Regions from separate parts of the Gossypium hirsutum genome. Here all the other regions are linked to region 3. The links are chromatin contacts, called in public Hi-C maps. All regions are on one chromosome and are shown on one strand. The core of a region is the stretch at or near the end of the contact, and the rest is flanking DNA. Distances in the headings are between cores, read along the strand shown.

What was found. A called contact is a pair of places that touch in the nucleus more often than the background predicts.
Region 1: a contact with region 3 is called in a Hi-C map of leaf, with 3 times the contacts expected there. The contact joins the promoter of LOC107916634 here to the promoter of LOC107917375 in region 3. A contact is called at or near these places in 20 of 34 Hi-C or Micro-C datasets (anther, callus, cotyledon and 4 more).
Region 2: a Hi-C map of leaf shows a contact between it and region 3, with 2.5 times the contacts expected there. The contact joins the promoter of LOC107917975 here to the promoter of LOC107917375 in region 3. A contact is called at or near these places in 3 of 34 Hi-C or Micro-C datasets (hypocotyl and leaf).
Region 4: a Hi-C map of hypocotyl shows a contact between it and region 3, with 2.9 times the contacts expected there. The contact joins the promoter of LOC107916834 here to the promoter of LOC107917375 in region 3. A contact is called at or near these places in 4 of 34 Hi-C or Micro-C datasets (callus, hypocotyl and leaf).

The regions. Positions count from the first base shown.
Region 1 is chrA01:20,572,020-20,575,049 of Gossypium_hirsutum_v2.1, forward strand. LOC107916634 (NADH dehydrogenase [ubiquinone] 1 beta subcomplex subunit 2) reads right to left here and starts at 1,384. Exons shown (of 4, transcript XM_016845948.2): 1 at 1,060-1,384; 2 at 559-604; 3 at 406-468. The coding sequence starts at 1,163. The coding sequence ends at 406.
Region 2 is chrA01:20,617,641-20,620,792 of Gossypium_hirsutum_v2.1, forward strand. LOC107917975 (dehydrin ERD10) reads left to right here and starts at 1,303. Exons shown (of 2, transcript XM_016847434.2): 1 at 1,303-1,892; 2 at 1,989-2,594. The coding sequence starts at 1,668. The coding sequence ends at 2,357.
Region 3 is chrA01:20,437,662-20,440,479 of Gossypium_hirsutum_v2.1, forward strand. It overlaps LOC107917375, which reads left to right and starts at 1,557. Exons shown (of 1, transcript XM_016846733.2): 1 at 1,557-2,818. The coding sequence starts at 1,557. The coding sequence ends at 2,393. LOC107917971 (ATP-dependent zinc metalloprotease FTSH, chloroplastic) reads right to left here and starts at 880. Exons shown (of 5, transcript XM_016847427.2): 1 at 1-880. The coding sequence starts at 880.
Region 4 is chrA01:20,595,940-20,599,088 of Gossypium_hirsutum_v2.1, forward strand. It overlaps LOC107916834 (4-coumarate--CoA ligase-like 5), which reads left to right and starts at 1,651. Exons shown (of 5, transcript XM_041074164.1): 1 at 1,651-2,878. The coding sequence starts at 1,651.

The DNA.
Region 1 (3,030 bases), core at 134-2,633, 130 kb after region 3:
CCTAAGGCCTCCTAACAAAGTAACAAGGATAGGCGAATAGAAAAATCAAGGAAAAAATATCTAATAATAATGCTAGTTCTCGGTTTTTCTCTCCTCTTTTATTGTATCAATCCTTGAACCTTGTGGATACACATGCAAATGAAATCAATTACATGCCATTATGACAGAGACAGGCCATAATTCCTTAAAGTTATGTAGACTTGGAGCACAAAATATATAGGCATAAATAAAGTAACAATGAATTGGAGTTTCATAGTAACTCCGAGTAGAGGAAAAAGAATCAAGTTTTCAAGCATCAAGAATAAATGACCTCCCTCTTAGTTGTGTTCGATTAACCTCTTATAAATGCAAAATATGCAAAATCAAAACTCAACAAATCATACTAAGCAGAAAGAAAAACTGTACCTAATGCTTATCTCCATGACCGTGAGAATGATCATCATGGCCCTCCCAAGGGTGTCGCCAACCCTAAGAGCGACAAAGTCAGTCCGGGAATGAAAGCAAGTTACTTCAGATAAGGATTGATTATGAAGGCAACTGAAAAGAGGAACTTCTTACCAATACAACAGGACCATCTTGCTTAGCCCTGTACAAGACCCAAAACCTGAAACACCAGATTCAAGGAACTTCAAAAAATCCATCAGCATTGCAATCTAATCTTTATTAATGTTTGCAAGCAACCTGACTTATATCATCTATGAATCACAAGGATAATACAGTGACAATGTACACGGCCATCAGTATCCATGATCGTTAATGGAAAAGCTTGCAGATAATAATTCTAAAACATAAAACCTTCGAGCATCAACTAATTTGATCCAAATTCAAGCCTTCACTGCACATCTTTCAAACTAAACCCCCAATTTTTTTATAAATTAAATTTCCACTTTCAAGGCGTATCCATGAATTCTTTTTACAGATATGCTAATTGAAATTGCACCAAATTCCCAAATGTCTTGGCACAACAGAATCACTAGATAAACTAAATCCAATAAACGTCAGATTGGTAACAAATAAGGATACCGATTAATTCAAACAAAAAGGAAAAATAAAAATTACCACATAACGGCACACAAGCCTTTGCCGGTGACAACATGCCATCGCTTTGGATGATGCAAAGTTAGACCTTTGTAAGTTGTACTCTCTCCATGGCCTCCTCCCATCTCTCCCTGCAACCAAACCCTAAACACCAGAAATGTTCCCAAGTGTTCGAAGGTGGATTAATCACTTGCCGGTTGCTTAGATTTAAACCGATCCTGAACCGTTGGATGCGAATTTGACCAACTGAAGGTGTGGTTCCCATATGTGCTGGTTTCTTTTCGTTGTACCAGGCCTTTTTCACGAAATCGGCTAAGCCCAAGCCATTGATCCATAAATCTGAGAGTTGATGTATTACAGGGATTAGATGGTTGTATTATTAAATGAATCAAATTAGTCCTATATTATTAAAAAGTATCAAATAGATTTAACATTTAATGTATAAAAAATGGTCTTTGAAAATTATTTTTTTCAATTGTAATTTAATTCTAAACAGAATATTTTATTTACAAAACCATAAAACTTTTAAAAATATTAGCTATGCTAAATAGTAAATGATACTTTTTTAAAATAGTATATGTTAAATCTATTCTAATTTAGTTTTAGTTAATTTTTTAATAGTATAAGGACTAAATTAATTTATTTAATTATAAAAAATATTAATTTAATCAGATTTTTATAATAGAGGACCTCCCCATTTCACTAAAGGAGAGGAAAACAAAATTCATTTCACCCCTTTCACTTGTAGTTTAGTTTATTTAATTCTTAAAATTGTAGATTGTTTTTTAATATTTATTTATTTTAATTTTAATATAATTTGTATATTTTAAATTATTATTAATTAGCACAAAATATAGTTTTAATTATTTAATTTAGATTTTTATTATATTTTAATTTTACTTACCAAATATATACTTTTTATTTTATATTTCATTAATTAATATACATATATTTTTAATGATTTTAAATTATTTATTATATATAAACACAGTTTAATTTAAATATCTTTAATGGTTATTTTCTATTCTTGTCTCTATTGTTATGTTTTGAATTTAAATACAGCTATTGCCCTTGGTAAATTTACCGAAGATGAAAATGATTTATTTGATATTATGTATGACTGGTTATGTAGGGACCTTTTCGTTTTTGTAGGTTGATCCGCCCTATTGCTCTTTCCCTATTCCTATTTCGTTTTAGGGGGTTGGTTTATAGGTACAACCTTTATAACTTCATGGTATATTCATGGATTGACCAGCTCCTATTTGGAAGGTTGCAATTTTTTAACCGCCGCAGTTTCTACCCCTGCTAGTAGTTTAGCACATTCTTTGTTGTTACTATGGGGTCCTAAAGCACAAGGAGATTTTACTTTTTGGTGTCAATTAGGTGGTCCGTGGACATTTGTTGCTCTCCACAGTGCTTTCGAACTAATAGTATTTATGTTACATTAATTCGCACTTGCGTGATCTGTCCAATTGCAACCTTATAACGCAACTGCATTCTCTGGTCCAACTACATGCACAATATTTTGGAATCTACATCATGTTTTTGAAAACGTAAGAATTCAAAGTATCTTGGTCCTTTCTTATGAGTTGATCCCGAAGGAAATTAATTAGAAATTTTTTGGTAAATCGTTAATTTATTTAATATTTAACTATATTTATTTATAAGTTTACTAGATTGAAATTTTATGATGTATAAAAATTTATAGACCCCATGTTACATTCAGTAAAAATTTATGATACAAGTATTGGGTGTACTCAACGTGTCTAAGCCTGCTCCACCGATGTGTTAGAAATGATTCCTTGCAATGGATGTAAAGCTAAGTAGATTGCTTCCACAGTCTAACTACTTAATTGATTAATTTCTTTACCACCACTATTTTCAATCTTAACAAAGTCATTTCATTGTCATATAAGTAGAAAATGTATGTATTTTGAATATTGATAGGTTGTAACACCCCTCACCTGTATTCAATACCGGAATAGGGTTACA
Region 2 (3,152 bases), core at 53-2,552, 180 kb after region 3:
TTCTAGATTATTCCACCCCTAAAATGTTTGCACTATTGGTCCTTCAAATTTTTTAATTTACACTTTAACCCCTTAAATTTTGAGTATGTACTCTTGGGCAACAAAACTTTTCTTATTTTTACAATTTAGTCCTTTCTTTAATTAATAATGTAATATATCATAATATACTTCCCAATGTTGACATAATAAAATTTCCCTTTTTATCCCTTTATTTTCTTAGTTAACTATATCAAAGATAATATCTTATTTTTTTATTGTAATAATTTTCAGAGTATTACAGTAATAAATTATTTTTTTAGCAAATAAAGCCTCAAAATAATTACATTATTATTTCAGGATTATTATGAATAAACTTACTATCAAATCCACAACTTCATGCGCAACAATCTAGGAGAGGTTTTGTTAGAGATCCTCCATGTGCAAGTTGTAGGCATGTTGAAGAGTCTATTATTTATGTTTTGCGAAGTTGTGCCAATACAAGAGAAATGTGGTAGTCCCTTTAAGGATTTGGGGGGAATTTCTTTATACTCCATTGCCAGAGTGGATCTCGTTGATTTAAAAAAAATTATTATTTTAAAGTTTATTTTATATACTATACATTAATTGATGCATTATTTTCACTTAAAATATAATTTTTTAACTAATTGAATTTTAGCTCTATTAACGTATGTATTTATTAACTGGGATTACATTAAATTTAAGAAAAAAAAGAAAAAGAAAAAAGAGAGAGGATGTCATTGAAGTCGGTATAGATAATTACAAAAGCATTACAATCATGACTTAAAGACGTGAGCTTTTAAAATTATATCTATGAGTTGATAAGACTTATTCAAATATCTAATTTGTCGCCTTCTTCCCATCTCCCTTATCCAATTATATTTAATGGTTTTTCCATTTTTAATTCCTACATCCCTTAGAACTATTAAGTGTAACATAAAAAATTAAATGGGTAAAATCATAAACCGGCCACTTGTCCGTGGGCCTCCACTCCAAGTAACGTATCCCGGGAAAGCGACGAAAATAAAGTGGAGGATAAGTTATACCGAAGCCGAGGCCATGGGGGCCCTCCACAATCTCGAACCCTCCTCCTTATTCACGACGTAATTCGACACCTTTCTCCAACAATCGTCTCTTTGTATGGGCCCCATTCACCGACCATCGGGTCCCGCTATCCACGTGTCACTTCCAGTGGTACCATGCTCTCATGATAGTGCCACACTGATTTTTTAATTTCTTTTTCGTCTTTTGACTCTTATTTCCCACCAATAAAGCATATCTTCACTCGCTTTCTTTGCTTGACACGTAGGATCAAGAGACAGGTGTCGAGTAGAGAAAGCGAGTAAGGTAGAATCAATTAGGAGTGCCAGAGTAGTGTTGTTAAGACATATTTCTCAAAGTTTAATGCAGAGCTCGGTTACATGGCGCTGGATTGCCCATCCCATTTAAATTGCGTTAATTTTTTAATGTTTTCTCTTTTCCCTAAACTGCGTCAGATCCGTGTTTGAAAATACTATAAAAACCCAGTTCCTCTCGTTTCTTAAAATCCATCAATCTGTGTAGCCAACTTTGTACGTACAAGTGAAGTGATCCACAATCTTGATACGGTAATACGTTAGGTAGTTTTCAGCATACTTGTTTTGAGTTTAGTGGTTGTAGATAAAGAAAAAATGGCTGAGGAGCATACCAAGGTTGGTGGTGAGGAAGCAGTGGAGAGCAAGGAGCGAGGGATGTTTGATTTCTTGGGGAAGAAAGAAGATGAGAAGCCTCAACCTCAAGAGGAGGTGGTCGCCACCCAGTTTGAGAAAGTCAAGATAGAAGAGGAACATAAGGAAGATGAGAAGAAACACAGTCTCCTGGACAAGCTTCACCTATCCAATAGCAGCTCCAGCTCTGTAATTACTTTTTTTTACTTCCTTGCTTACTATTCATAGTTCAAACAGTCAAATCTTTTTCATATATATTATAACATGCGTTGTATGAATGTTCAGTCTAGTGACGAGGAAGAAGGTGAAGGCGGAGAGAAGAAGAAGAAGAAGAAAAAGGAGAAGGGAAAGAAAGAACAGGACAGTGCAGTCCCAGTGGAGAAGTGCGATGAGGTAGCAACAGTTCACCACTCAGAGACGCCGGAAAAGAAGGGTTTCATGGATAAGATCAAAGACAAACTCCCAGGACAGCATAAGAAAGATGAAGAGGACACCACCCAACCACCAGCTGCTGCTGCCCCAATTGAGAACGACCACCATGAAGGAGAGACAAAAGAGAAGAAGGGATTTTTGGTGAAAATCAAGGAGAAAATTCCTGGTTACCACTCCAAAACAGAGGACGAGAAGGAAAAAGAGACCACTGCTCCCAATTAATGAATCAATATAATGCATTTCAAGTAAAAGATGTGTAGAGATTGTGTGGTTTATCAATTTGTTGGAACTGTCTGTTCTCTGTTTTTCTTTTTGGGGTTGCATACATCATATAAATTTCTGCGTCTGTTTTCCTGCTTGTAAGTTAAAAAAGAAAAGAAAGAAAAAAGAAGGTATGTATATTTAATGTTTTTAATGTCATTATAATAATTAAGAAATGACGGTATTATTTCCCTTTTATCAAGTAGGTTTGTGCACTCTTAAATGCAAGTTTTAACAAATATGAATTATTTAAATATACATTTAATTTTTGAATTTAACATTTTTTTTTCTAGGTTGATGTTACTCAAATTTTTATTTCATTAACTAAATTAGTATTAATTTAATTCGCGGAATAAAAATTCTAACATTAAAAAAAAAATAACATAAATTATAAAATGAACATAAAATTCTAAAAGGAAAAAAAATTTTCGACCGTAGTTAATGAATAATGATCAATGAAAGATCAGTGAAAAGCTAATTCATGTAACAAATTGTTTATTGGTTTTTAAGCAAAAATACAATAATATTAGGTGGCAAGCTTTTAATTGTTTGACAATTGATACTCTATTTATATGAACATAGAATATGTTCAAATACTTTGATCAAAATGTTGGTAAATTTTATGATTTAGCGTAAAAATGAAAAAAAAAATATATCATTTATGGATCAAAATGTTTCAAAATGATTACGAATAGAAAATATTTAGTATAGTGTTGATAAAGTTTTTAAACTTCATAAATAATTATGGGTTAAGTG
Region 3 (2,818 bases), core at 307-2,806:
ATAGAGTCTTTCCAGTACCAGGAGGTCCAACCAATAAACAACCTTTCGGGATTTTAGCTCCTAAAGCTGTGTACTTGTCTGGGTTCTTCAAGAAATCGACAACCTCTTGGAGTTCTAATTTTGCCTGGTCAGCTCCCGCTACGTCGGAGAAGGTAACACCAGTCTCTGGCACTTCCTGGAACTTGGATTTGGATCGTCCAAAATCCATGGGTCCGCCAAGCCCACCGGGGCCACCTGGACCACCTTGAGCCCGACGGAAGAGGAAGAACAATCCAGCGAAAGCAAGGAAAGGGAAAAGCAAATTCCCAATAAAATTGAAAAGCCCATTACCGGAATCACCCTCGGATACCGAAATATCGACGCCATTCATGGCTAAGATGTCGATGAGGTCAGGGTCATTGGGGACAATCACGGTGGCTCTACGGCCATCAACGGCGGTGAGTTGGAGGGCAGAACCGTCTTTGCTGAACCTGACTCTCTCCACTTTCCCCTTCTTGACTGCGTTCAAGAATTCGCTGTACCTCCATTGGCTGCCCTCCGGAAGATCGGAGGATTGAGATTGAGGCTTGGGAGCAGTTAAGAGGAGGTTTTGGGAGAAGGGCGACTGGTTCGATGGGCTTGGCTTCGTAGGCTGGGCTTCAATTACAGGTGGCGGAGTGGGTGGGGCGTTGTCAACGGCTAGTGCTTGTGGGGCTACGGCAGAGAAGAGTAAGGCAGCAAGAGTGGCATGAGATTGGAGGGTTTTAACAGTGTGGCTAGAGTTGGGTTTCTTGTTGAGGATAGATTGAGTAACCTGCAACTTTCTTGTAGTTTTTGGTGTTGGAGGAGACAGTAAAAGTTGAGTACCAAAGAAGTTAGAAGAGAGCAGAGAGTTAGCCATTGATGGCGGTAAATGAGAGGGGAGACAATCAGATCCTCTTACTATGGGATGGTATGGGTATTAATAGGTTGATTGTTGAGTTGGTGTGTGAAATGAAGAATTCAAATGGTGTGGCTAAGTTGAAGTTAGTGATTTGGGAGGCGTAAGAGAGTTGAATTTAAGCAACGCCAAGGAGTTTGATGTCGCTGGGCTTGCGTCTACGTGTTCCTCCTTTTGTCCATCCGTTTTAAATATCTTCTTCCTCACCTCTTCTATCTCTCACATAAAATTCAATGCCTTTTTTTTGTCTTTACATACCTTGTAATTTATTTTCTAATTTCTTTGAGGAAATTGTTGGGACTTCCAGTTGATATACCATTTGCCTAATTGCACACCTACCAACTTACATCATTATATTTAAGTTAATGATTTGGGTTTTTCTTCTCTATTTAAATGCCTCAAGGTTCATGAATGTTAAACCATAATTCTACCGGTCGCCTCATGTCTTGCAGCCATGGAGCACTCGCGTTATATCCATAATTGAGTAAGCTGTAGAGCTGCCCCGGAACTCACGACATGACAGCCAATGCAAGCTTGGAATTATAGAGTTTAACACTTATCCCTTTCTCCTTTATATATATGTATATATATAAGATCAATTTGGGTTGTTTACAAAGCACAGAAAAGAAACACATAAATGGCTGCCTCAACTGGCCATGTTCGTTCAAGCAGTTTGCCAATCAATACTCATCCACTAGTTGTAAGTGTTGAGGAGCAGTTAACCAGATTGAGGGCATCACAACAAGAAACATCCTCGTCCATGAGCAACAGATTGGGAGGTTTAAAAGAATTGTACCACCGAGTTGATGATTTGTTTCAATTACAGTTTCCCAGAGCTCTTTGTATTGAACATTTAGAGGATGTGTTGGATGGATCTATTAGAGTATTGGACGTGTGTGGCACCATTAGAGATGTTTTGTCTCGGATGAGGGAGGGTTTGCAGGGACTTGAATCCTCCCTCAGGCGAAGAACTGGCCGTGAATCCTGCTTGGAAGGTGAAATCAGAGCTTATATGGACACCAGGAAAGAAATGAATAAAATGATCAGAAATTTGAAGGGAATGGACCGGAAATGTAAATCAGTGGTGTTGGACAATGATTCTGAAATGGTGGGTGTGGTGAACATGCTAAGAGAAGCTGAGGAAATTAGCCTTTCAATGTTTGATTCCCTCTTATCTTTTCTTTTGCTTCCAAAGCTAAGATCAAAGCCTACCGGCTGGCCTATTGTTTCAAAATTATTGCACTCGAGGCGTGCTTTGTGCGACCGAATGGAAGCTACTGAAGCCGAGAAACTAGAAGTCGAGTTGAGTCTCTTGAAGTCAAGCAAAGACATCAAACTTGAACAAGTGCAAAAATTATTGAAAGATCTTGAGGCATTTCAAGCTACCATCAAAGAAACAGAAGGGGATTTGGAGTGCATCTTTAGACAACTATTGAAAACCAGAGTTTCCCTTCTCAACATATTAAACCACTAATGACCAACAAAATTTTGTAGCATATGATTTTGATCTCAACTGTACACATATACAGCATAAGAAAAGCAATATATTGGAAATTTTTCATCTCCAATTGCCTCTCTTTTTCTGATTTTTTCTTATTATTAATATTCCCATACAAGGGCTAAAAATCCCAGCCACGCTTGAAATGACCATGGGTTTTATGGATTGGTGAGAAACCGAGTCAATGACCTCTCAGCTAATGGTATGTGCTTATTCATCAAAACCATGCGCATGTACTTCAACTCTATAACGAGCTGTAAAGATTCCATTGCGGCACCACATCGTTTAATTGTTACATGGAGATCTGCGCAATCTTCATGATTATTAGATTACAATGTTGATTGTCTACTGCCAGGAAGCCATGATAGCTTGCCACTCGTGCATTTCATTATTTTATTCCT
Region 4 (3,149 bases), core at 401-2,900, 160 kb after region 3:
TAATCGAAATTTGTAAACTAGAGATTGATATATTTGATTAGGGATGAGCATTCGATCGAGTCGAGTCGAATCGAGTCAAAAAATTTTGAGTTAGTCGAGTTGACGAATCCTATTTTAGCAACCGAATTCAATTTGAATTTTTTTTCAAATCGGATCGAATCGAGTCAAAAAATTTTGAGTCGAGTTAACGAATCCTATTATTTGTACTCAATGTTGCGCTTTACATGAACCGATTATTTAAATAGGAAACGAAGTATAAAATTATTTAACAACATAAACAATATAATGGTTTTACCTTTTAACTTAATTAGTAAACATTTATCAAAACAACATAGTTTTACCTTTTTAATTTAATGGTTTTGACTTTTAACTTTAGAAAGGTAAACATTCATCAAAATGACGTAATTTTGCCTTTTCTTATTCGGATTTTTGAATAACTCGAATTGTGTAATTCACATTCGAATTAAACCAAAAAACTTTTTTTTATTCGAGTTGACCTAAATAACTTGATTAACTCAAATAACTTAAAATATTTAATTCAAAATTTAAAAATTTTATCAAATTTTTCGAATCAAATCAAATTTTTCTCACTTCTATATTTGATTGTGCAAGTCCAAAGGGTTGAATAAAAGAATCGGGACATCTTTATTGCTGATGATAAAAAATTGGAAATAGGGTGTGCGTGGCAAACATTGCCCTGACGTATAGAATTATTATTTAATATGCCCTGACGTATAGAATTATTATTTAACATCGCTTTTGTCAGCTTTATGGATAATTTTTACAAACCCAAAAATACTGAAATAATGGAAAATAATTGCACCAAATCCACTTAGAAAATGCATTAATTGCTAAAGCTGTCATATGTACTCAAGGGGAAGATCTTAATACTAAAATTTTTCATACCACATATGTGATATTATTTTTTGATATAATTTTTTATTTATATAATTAATATCAATTTTTATAATATTTAAATTTATAAAAAAATTATATAAATTTAATTTAAAAAAAACTTAATACTAACTTATATCCCTTTTATAACTATTTTAATATTGACAACTTTATAAAAAACAAAGTGTATAAAAGATTATTAGTTTTGTTATACATTTTATAATACAATTATTATTATGCTAATATTGCAATAAATGATACCGTGTCATTTTAATTAAAGTAAATATCTATTTTCAACATATTACATATGTTAATTAATTATTAGTTTTATTTTTTAAAATTAAACTAATAATAATATTTTGAAATAACTATTTAGAGTAGATATTAAATTATTAAAGTAAACACGTATTTTCAACATTAATATATTATATAAAATAAATAATGTCATAAATACATGTGAATTTTCATGTAAATTGTTACATAATATTATTAAAAAAATTAAATTTTCGTTAATATTATCATTAGAAAAAATAATTTAACTTATTTTTTAAAGATTGATGATAAAATTTAACTAGAATAATAACAAAATCATAATCAATGTTATTAATAGCGGAATTTGACATTATGCTAGGGATACCACAATAGGCAGCTTGCAAGTGATCACAGGGTACTGCTCTTAATCTACATAAAAATGCGACAAAAGAAGTAGCAGAGGAAGAAGGTTAGTGAGAGAGAATAAAACCCCAAACCATTATTATGGCTGAAATTAGCAGCTTAAGAATCGATCCCAAGAGTGGGTTTTGTTCTTCCAATTCTACTTTCTACAGCAAACGCGTTCCCTTTCCACTTCCATCCAACCATGCCCTTGACATCACCACTTTTATCTCCTCTTACCCTCACCATGGCAAAACCGCCTTCATCGACGCCACTACCGGTCGCCACCTCTCCTTTTCCCAACTTTGGCAATCAGTTGACTCCGTTTCCACATGTCTGTCCGAATTGGGTATTCGGAAAGGAAACATCATCATCATCATCGCACCAAACTCCATTTTCATACCCATTGTTTGCCTCTCTGTGATGTCTCTTGGAGCTATTATAACCACTAGCAACCCCCTCAACACGTCTCGTGAATTCGCGGTACAAATGGCTGATTCAAAGCCCGTCCTCGTCTTCACCACTTCTCAAGTCGTCCCAAAATTGGCTGGATCACCTCTCCCCATCGTACTTCTCGACGAGCAAGTGGCGACCGAAAAAACAGGCCAAGTCAAAATAGTTACTACTATTAGTGAAATGTTAAAGAAGGAAACAAAGGACAAGATCCGAGTGAGGGATCGAGTGTACCAAGATGACGCGGCAACTCTACTCTATTCCTCGGGCACGACGGGTGCCAGCAAGGGAGTAATATCATCTCACGGAAACCTCATGGCTCTAATGCAAAGTTTTTCACATTTGAGCAATCCAGACGAAGGGGAGCAAACCCATATCTGCGCCGTTCCCATGTTCCACATCTACGGCTTCGGAGCTTTTGCCATCGGGAAACTCACGCAAGGATCAAAAGTAGTTGTTTTATCAAAGTTCGACATGAAGGAAATGCTGTCGGCAATAGAGAAGTACCGTGTCACTTGCCTCCCCCTGGTGCCACCTATACTCTTGGTAATGGTGAAGGAAGCTGATGAGATACGAAAGAAGTACGATTTGAGTTCGTTGCAATCAATAGTGTGCGGTGGCGCTCCGTTGAGCAAGGATTTGATAAATAGGTTTATGGAAAAGTTTCCAAGCATTGATATTCGGCAAGGGTACGCGATGACAGAATCGACAGGATTTGGCGCATCAATGCAAACGCCGGAGGAGTGTCTCAAGTATGGCAGTGTAGGGTTGCTATCGCCGAACTTGGAAGCCAAAATTGTAGACCCTACAACTGGTACGGCCTTGAAGGTCAATCAGAAAGGGGAGCTTTGGCTAAGGGGTCCCTCCATTATGAAAGGTACGTAATTTATGATCAATCAATTTTAGGTGGAGACAGTGAGTGTGTCCCCATATTGCGTGTATTCAAGACAAGTCCAAATAATTTTATCAAATGCAAAGATCTTTGCTTTGATTTTGTTTTCGGCATGTTGTTAATTTTTAATCCCAGGAGAAAGATCTTTGCAATTAAGAAGAATAAACAAGATTTGCCTGGCGAGTCCCCGGGAAAGAATAACACGAAATCCACTTAAAAAATGCATTGCTGTTTCATCTAATTATGTATTTTTCTA